2 separate regions of the Macaca mulatta genome follow, and region 2 is linked to region 1. Evidence: chromatin contacts called from public Hi-C data. All regions are on one chromosome and are shown on one strand. The core of a region is the stretch at or near the end of the contact, and the rest is flanking DNA. Distances in the headings are between cores, read along the strand shown. Region 1 overlaps NFATC1 (nuclear factor of activated T cells 1). Region 2 holds the start of NFATC1 (nuclear factor of activated T cells 1).

What was found. A called contact is a pair of places that touch in the nucleus more often than the background predicts.
Region 2: a contact with region 1 is called in a Hi-C map of CD4 T cells, with 7 times the contacts expected there. The contact joins the promoter of NFATC1 here to the enhancer-like site in region 1. A contact is called at or near these places in 8 of 14 Hi-C or Micro-C datasets (CD4 T cells, blood, cortical neurons and 4 more).

What each region holds. Positions count from the first base shown.
Region 1 is chr18:1,456,112-1,460,278 of T2T-MMU8v2.0, forward strand. All of the region lies in intron 10 of NFATC1 (nuclear factor of activated T cells 1), which reads right to left. Among named protein-coding and RNA genes, the nearest start is that of NFATC1, 120 kb to the right of the region's middle. Within about 2 kb of position 2,225, at least 12 of the 40 cell types and tissues checked have an H3K27ac peak or open chromatin away from gene starts, as enhancers often do. A contact at or near this core is called in CD4 T cells and blood, where this site is marked.
Region 2 is chr18:1,579,865-1,584,031 of T2T-MMU8v2.0, forward strand. It overlaps NFATC1 (nuclear factor of activated T cells 1), which reads right to left and starts at 2,422. Exons shown (of 11, transcript XM_077974869.1): 1 at 2,109-2,422; 2 at 662-738.

The DNA.
Region 1 (4,167 bases), core at 975-3,474:
AAAGACGGGGACACGACAAGGAACTAATGAAGCCAGGGGTGGGTCATGAAGGGTAACAGTGACAGGGACAGGAGGGAGGCCTGAGAGGCAATGATGAAAGGGACAGAAGGGAGGTCTGAGGGGTAGTCATGATGGGACGTGGGGAGGCCTGAGGGGTCATAATGGTGGGATTTGGGGAGGACTCAAGGGTAATAATGGTGGGATGTGGGGAGGACTGAGGGGTAGTCATGATGGGATGTGGGGAGCCCTGAGGGGTAGTAATGGTGGGACGTGGGGAGGCCTGAGGGGTAATAAAGATGGGACGTGGAGACACCTGATGGGTAATAATGCTGAGATGTGGGGAGGACTCAGGTAATGATGGTGGGACGTGGGGAGGACTGATGAGTAATAATGGTGGGACGTGGGGAGGACTGAGGGATAATAATCGTGGGACATGAGGAAGCCTGAGGAGTAATAATGGTGGGACGTGGGGAGGCCTGAGGGGTAATAATGGTGGGACGTGGGGAGGCCTGAGGGGTAATAATGGTGGGACGTGGGGAGGCCTGAGGGGTAATAATGGTGGGACGTGGGGAGGCCTGAGGGGTAATAATGGTGGGACGTGGGGAGGCCTGAGGGGTACTAATGGTGGGACGTGGAGAGGCCTGAGGGGTAGTAATGGTGGGACGTGGGGAGGCCTGAGGGGTAATAATGGTGGGACGTGGGGAGGCCTGAAGGGTAGTAATGGTGGGACGTGGGGAGGCCTGAGGGGTAGTAATGGTGGGACGTGGGGAGGCCTGAGGGGTAGTAATGGTGGGACGTGGGGAGGCCTGAAGGGTAGTAATGGTGGGACGTGGGAGGCCTGAGTGGTAGTAATGGTGGGACGTGGGGAGGCCTGAGGGGTAGTAATGGTGGGACGTGGGGAGGCCTGAGGGGTAATAATGGTGGGACGTGGGGAGGATTGAGGGGTAATAATGGTGGGATGTGGAGAGGCCTGAGGGGTAGTAATGATGGAACGTGGGGAGGCCTGAGGGCAATAGTGAGGGGACATGATGGGTGATAGTGACGGTGACAACGTGGACACGGCATCTCAGGTCTCCATCGTGTTTGTGGGACAGGCCGCCTGCATGGCAGCCGAGAGCCGTCTTGCTCTCCACGGGCACAGGAGGGGCACGTCTGCTGAGGGGCGAAAGGGGAAGCGGCGCGGCAGTGGGGCTTCCCCTTGCTGCCCACGGGCACCTGAGCCTTGGTGGGAGAGCCTGGTGGGGGGCGGGAAAGTTCCTCGGTGTGTCCCCTAGCCACCCAGGTTCCCGCCGGGGACCACCACAGCCTCCTTTGCTCTCTCTGCCTCTGTCTGCGGCTGCTGAGCCCTGGGGAGGGGAGGGGAGGAGGGCCGGCCTCGTGAGAGCTGTCGGGGCCTAAGGAGCCAGCAGCCTGCACCCCACTCCTGTGGGCTGGCGGTGCGTGTCAGCCGACCCTGTCCCAGCGCCGGGTCAAGTGTGTTCCACAAGGTCTCAGACACTGCAGGGACACACGGCTGGGACCGGACACAGCCCAGGCACCCTCCAGTGCCTTCCCGATGCCCCACAGCAGCAGCTGACAGAGAGTGGGAGAGACGACCCCGATGCCACTCAGCAGAGGACGGCACAGCAACCGAACCGCAGAGGCCAGTGCCACTCAGCAGAGGACGGCACAGCAACCGAACCGCAGAGGCCAGTGCCACTCAGCAGAGGACGGCACAGCAACCGAACCGCAGAGGCCAGTGCCACTCAGCAGAGGACGGCACAGCAACCGAACTGCAGAGGAGGCCGCGCTGCCCAACCGTCCACACCGTGGAGAAGAGCCCTGCGTGGAGCTGCACTCACCCCGCAGACGCGGCCTGTGCTGCAACCCTGAGGAAAGCCACAGCTTCCCCTTTCACAGGTGGACAACGGGCCCATCCCGGGGGTCGGTCTGAGGCCACATGGCTCGCTGGCGCTGGGCTGAAAGACAGTACGGGACCCCCCCACGCCTTCCCGCCACGAGCACTTCTGACCCATGAGGTCAGCCACAGCTGCCCAGCTCTGCCCTTGCTACGCCGGGGGCGGCTTCCTTGGGTATGGTTGCTGATGACACCTACGGTTTCCCATACCAGCTCTCGGCTGATAATTTCCATCTTCTTATTCAGCTTTTCCACAGACACACAGGGTTTTTTCCCTTCACGACGCATTTTGAATTGCAGGTAACATGTGACCCTCACGGCGTGTGGGAGAACCTGAAAGAGGAAACTCACTTTGCTTAACGTCAGATGTCCCCGCAACAGGATGTGGTGAGCTGTTACACCACAATTTCATTTAATAAGGAAGGTTTTTTTCCCCTTATATTAGATTTTTCTCTAAAATGCTCCTCAGGTGGAAACTATTGTTTTTTCCTAAAACTCGAGTGTGGCGTTTTGAATCCTTGCTGCGGGCCGAGTGCCTCCCTGGAGGCCACATGCACACACCCACGCTCACACCCACCTCTCCACACACATCTGGAATGGAGTGAAGGAGGAAATCAGTATATTTTTAAATATAAAAACTACCAAGTCCACGGGCAGGCGTGGCTCTCACTGCCCCACCTGTGGATCTTCTCCGTGCCCCTGCTGGGGCCACACAAGCTCTCACTGGCTGTGCGTAAACAAGCCGTAGGCGAGATGCCTTTCTCAGTCAAGTATTCGACCTTCACATAACCAGTTTCTTCTTTTTGATCATCATTTTGAAAGAAAGTTGACATTTAAACTTCACCCTATAGTGAGCTACCCAAAGTTCACCTCTTAAGTTTCACGCAGGAGTTTCGTTTCTCTACGCTGAGAACGATGAGAGCCAGAACGGAGCTGTGAGGGCCTGAACGTTGTTTGATATATTTTGCCCCCTCTCTGCCTGGCTTGGAAGCAACATTTTTCTGCATTTCTGAATGCTTGGTTTCTGAAAGCAATTAAGGATCTTACATTTTAAGGAATGAACAAACCACCCTTTTCCCCAGCAGTTACGCAGCCCTGCCTGGCCCTCGGGGCACCTGCCTGGCCCTCCGGGCACCTGCCTGTCTGCTCCTGGCAACAGTCCCAGGAGGGGCAAAGGCAGGCACTGTAGTCACCCATTCTGTCCATGGGACCACGGAAGGCTCAGAGAGTGGGAATGGCCGCCTGGGACCCCAGAGCTGACAGGGCGGGGCTGACCCTCACTGGGGTCTGAGCTCGCTGGCTCTGCTGGGCCCTGCACAGTCGCCTGCCCCCAGATCCTCTCAGATGGTGGCCTGGGGCCCCACTGGACAAAGCCACAGTGTTAGATGTGCGTTTGTTCTTTCAGTACTTACTAGGAAAGTCGTGGAAAGCTGGAATGGGCCTACTGGCTGGTGCCTGGGGGGGCGACTCAGACCCTGGGACAGGAGGGTTCCCACCCTGCCCGGCCAGCTCCTGGCCCCAGATGCCCATCCTCTCTCCTCCATATCTGCCCCGCTGTCCCTTCCCTCTCTGGTCCTCCCTGTTTCACCTGCAGGGTGCTCAGAGCCCGGAACTTGGTGTGTCTGAGGTGAGGGAAGGCTGGGGGTGGGAGTGTTTACTACCACTTTCCTTTCCTGCGGTGTGCGCCTTTTAACACAAACAAAACACACACACACCAGCAGACGCCCCCCCGCCCACAAAACACACCGGCAGATGCCCCCCCACAGAGATCTGTAGACGCACCCCCCACACACAAAACAAGCACATCAGCAGACGTCCCCCACACAAAACACACAGACATAGACATCAGTGGATGTACCCCCCCAACAAAAATCAGCAGACACCCCCCCCACACACAAATCAGCAGATGTCCCCCTACACACACACAACACACACATCAGTGGACGTCCCCCCGCCAACAGACACACACATCAGCAGACGCCCCCCCTTACACACACACACACAGACACCAGTGGACGCCCTCCCACACACACACAGTCTTCTGCTACTTGGCTATACTTATTTTTCAGTCATTTCTCCGGTACTAGCTTAAATGTGCCTTAAACATTTTTTATGTGGGGTTGGGGGAGGCAGGTGGCCAGTGGAGGAGGACGTCGCGCTGCTGCTCGCCTTCCGCTATGCCGAGAGCCACCAGGACACGTCGGCATCTCCCCTGCTCTGAAATCAACACTGAGATGCACCGAGTCGCTTCGGAGGCACACACAGAGGCA
Region 2 (4,167 bases), core at 1,172-3,671, 120 kb after region 1:
TCCCCGCGCCGCGGCAGCCGCTTGCCCGGGGGCAGGGGCGCACGGGGAGGGGCGCGCACGGGGAGGGGGGGCACATGGGGTGGGGGGCCGCACGGGGAGGGGCGCACGGGGAGGGGGGCACACGGGAGGGGGGTGCACGGGAAGGGGATGGGGGCGCAGGGGCGGGAACAGGGACTCCGGGGGCAGGGCAGGGCAGGGGGGCGCTGGGGCTGGCGGGGGAAACGGGGGCGAACGGGCCAGACGGGACGCCTGAGTCCACACGGGTGTCCGGAGAGAGCCCGGCCCTGCTGGAAAAGGGGCGGGGGGCGGGGGGCGGGGGCGGGGGCAGGGGAGGGGTGCGGAGAAAGCCCGGCATGCTGAAGTCATTATGTAAAATCGCAGGCTTCCCCCGCTGTGGAAATTTGGAAAAGCGCTTCACTGGCAGGCCCTAGAAAGGAAATTCCCATCCCGCTAAATTGCTAACAGATTGCGTGGCCGTCCCGGGCGTCGAGTTATTGTCATTTTTATTCTGTAAATATCTGCGCGACCCAGACGGCCTGTGGCAGGGGCCGGCGTGGGGAGGCCGAGGGACGCGCTTACCTGCCCTAGCCGCCCGGAGGGCTGCGTTTTGTGGGCGCGACTGGGAGGCTTCTGACGGGGGGAGGGCCCCCCGGCAACTCACACTTTCCTCTGTCACGTCTCCCTGCGTCTCCTCGGGCTCAGCTCAGCTGCCAACACTGCACCGCATTTTCTTGTTGGCTTTGGATGGAGGGGGTTGGAGGTTAAAGTGTCTGGTGTGTAGAAATCATAAATCGATTGCACGACACCCTTATGTGATTTAAACTAAACCCAAAGGCTAAACTCGTGTCTGCTGCGGGGCCCAGGAGGTCGTCCACAGACCCCCAGGGATCAGTGTGCCCCGTGGGTGCCCCCCACAATCGCCTCCTCCCTGCCGGGGGAGGCGGTCGGGCGCTGCAGAACCCGCGAAGGTGCGCGGCCAGAGCCCGTCCATCCACGTCCCAAGGCCTGGCTCCATTCGGCCGCCCCGACTCAGCACAAATGGAACCCCGCTTTTCCACCGCAGGCCTCGGCCTGGAGAGACGCGCTCAGATTAGCGGGGTGGTGGCCGCCTCGCCCCTGCGGCGTCGGGGCCATTTCCAGGGGTCTCTACCTGCGGGGCCCCTCCCGCGCCGAGCCAGGCCTGGCACGCGCCCCAGAGCACCGGGCGCTGGGAGGGGAGGAGGGGGCCGCGGGAGGACGCCCAGGCCAGTGGGCGGGGGTTCTGGGGGGCTCCAGCGAGGCCGCGCCCCCACGCCCCTCCCTCTCCCCTCCCCTCTAGATCTTCCCTCCGCGAGTGTCCCCAGGCCCGGGGCCAGGATTTGGCCGGGAGAGTTTCCGTCCCCCACCCCCCCCCCCTTCTCCCCACCTCCAGGACGGGGCGGGCGGAGACTCGCCGGGAGGAGGGAATCCCGAGGCCAGGTCTGGCGGGGCGCGCCCAGTCGGTCACGTGGGAGACTGAGCCCCCCGACCCCAGCTGCGGGCCTCGAGCCCGGGCCCGACCTGGCGAGGCTGCCCTTGGCTACTGAGGGGCCGGGGCCGGGGCGGGGGCGGCCGGCTCTTCCTCCTCCTCCCGCCCCTCCCCTTCCTCTGCTGCCTCCTCCTCCTCCTTCAATAAATAATTTTTTCGCCCCATGCAGAAAAGCTCCCTTTTCCTGTCTGCTCTCAAAGCCCTCCTTATCCCCCCGCCCGGGTGACGGAATCCCGGGTCTGTTTCCCTCTGTTTAATGCCGTTGCCGGGACCACGGTGGCCGCGCGCCAGGCGCAGGGAGTTCCGGAGGCGGCGGCCCAGAGCGCGGCCAGCTCGCCCGGCCTGTGCGCCCCGGCCCGGCCTCTGCGGCCACCGCGGGCCCCGGCTCTGCTCCCCGCGCGCCCTGCGCCCCTTTCCTCTTCCTCCTGCCTCCTGGCAGGTTTGTTTATAGCCGCTACTAGGGGAGACGTTACACGGGTTTTATTTTAGGATTGGTGATGACTAACAAAGTTAAAAGGAGCTTAGGACAGAAAACAAAACTATTTTTAGACGACTGTTGTTTCTATGGATTATTGGGGCAAATACACCCCTAGAAGCTTACCGTTTTAAAAGCCCATTGGGGTGCCAAATCCCTTCTCCTGGAGCGCGCTTGGGTGTTCATCCACCCCGTCCAATATTTTCTAGAGCTTGGGTGGTCACTGTTGCTGGGGCTTCCTGGCCTCATGTGTGAGCACCGGGGCTATGGAGACGCCATCCTGGCAGATGCGGGCGTCTCCAGCACGGAGCTGCCCCGAAGTTCAACGCTCCATCCCGTCCCGTCTTCGGAGGGCCGGTGCCACCTGCCCCGCGTGGGGCTTTCCATCCTCAGGGGTGCTCCGCACAGGCGGTGCCGCCTGGGGCTCCCTGGCAGGTGCGCCAGCCAGGGGCAGGTGCGCCCACCCTTTCCTCCCCCGACTGAACCGCAGGCCAGATGCCACTTCCTGCTGGGGAAAATCACTTAATACAACTGTAGTTCACTGCGAATGTTCTGTTCTGCAGTTTTGCGTTCTGGCCCACAGCGGTGGTCACTTGAGAGCTTCTCCCATCAGGGGCCTTCGAGGGTCTGACTCAACTCAGAATCCACCCTCTTCTTCCTGAGGCACCTTCCAACCAACAGGGAAGGGCCCCCACCATGTCCAGAGACTCTCGAGACCATCTGGAGAAATGGGCATTTATTTAGCCAGGGTCTGGAGACTAGGATTAAATTAGCAAACCAGAATTATAGAAAAGGCTATTTACTTTTAAGTAAACTGCCGAGATTTTTTTTTTTTTTAAGTCAGTGTGAGTGAACCTCACAGCCATGGTTGGAGCTGAGAAAGAAATATTTCCCTTTAGTTATACACCTGTGTCAGCACCTTCTGACTTGCCTTCTAAAGTCTGGGGTGTTTCTGGGATCCATAAATTTGGGGTTCAGAGTTTCTACACCATATTGTTACTTGTGAAACATCTCTTTGACCACGCCCCTTCCCTGGAGCGTTGCTAAGGACTTCATAGGTTTCCCTGTCTAAACTCGGCCTGAACGCCCACCTCAGGGACTACCACCATGTCTAAAAACTCAGATCACCAACGGATCAGTCAACTTTCCTACCCTAGATGTGTGTCCAGGGCATGAGGATCAAGGCCAAACTGCTCAGCAGGGCACTTGATGCCCTTCAGCCCACGTCCCCTCCTGGAGTGGCCAGGCAGGAACCTCCTGACCTAAAAGCCACTCCCAGTCATTCTCACCCACTCCAGGACTTTGGAGGCATCTCTCCCCAACGCCATTCAGTCAATCCCCAAGTGCTTGCTGCACCCCAGTCCCCTCTCCTCCCTCTGCCCAGGATCCTGATTGATTTTTTTCCTGCTCTGTCATGCAGGCTGGAGTGCAGTGGCATGAACATGGCTCACTGCAGCCCCAACTTCCTGGGCCCAAGTGATTCCTCACGCCTCAGCCTTCTGAGTAGCTGGGACTATAGGCACGTCACCACACCTGGCTAATGTATTTCTAATTTTATTGATTTTTTTGCAGAGATGAGGTCTTGCTATGTTGCTCAGGCTGGTCTTGAATTCCTGGGCAACTCTGGGACATGGTTAAAGAGATGTTTCGGCCGGGCGCGGTGGCTCAAGCCTGTAATCCCAGCACTTTGGGAGGCCGAGACGGGCGGATCACAAGGTCAGGAGATCGAGACCATCCTGGCTAACCCGGTGAAACCCCGTCTCTACTAAAAAATACAAAAAACTAGCCGGGCGAGGTGGCGGGCGCCTGTAGTCCCAGCTACTCCGGAGGCTGAGGCAGGAGAATGGCGTAAAAACCCGGGAGGCGGAGCTTGCAGTGAGCTGAAATCCAGCCACTGCACTCCAGCCTGGGTGACAGAGCGAGACTCCGTCTCAAAAAAAAAAAAAAAAAAAAAAAAGAGATGTTTCACAAGTAACAGCATGGTGTAGAAACTCTGAACCCCAAATTTATGGATCCCAGGAACACCCCAGACTTTAGAAGAAAAGTCAGAAGGTGCTGACACAGATGTGTAACTAAAGGGAAATCCTTCTTTCTCAGCTCCCACCATGGCTGTGAGGTTCATTCACACTGATTTAAAAAAAAAATCTCAGCAATATACTTAAAAGTGAATAGCTTTTTCTACAAT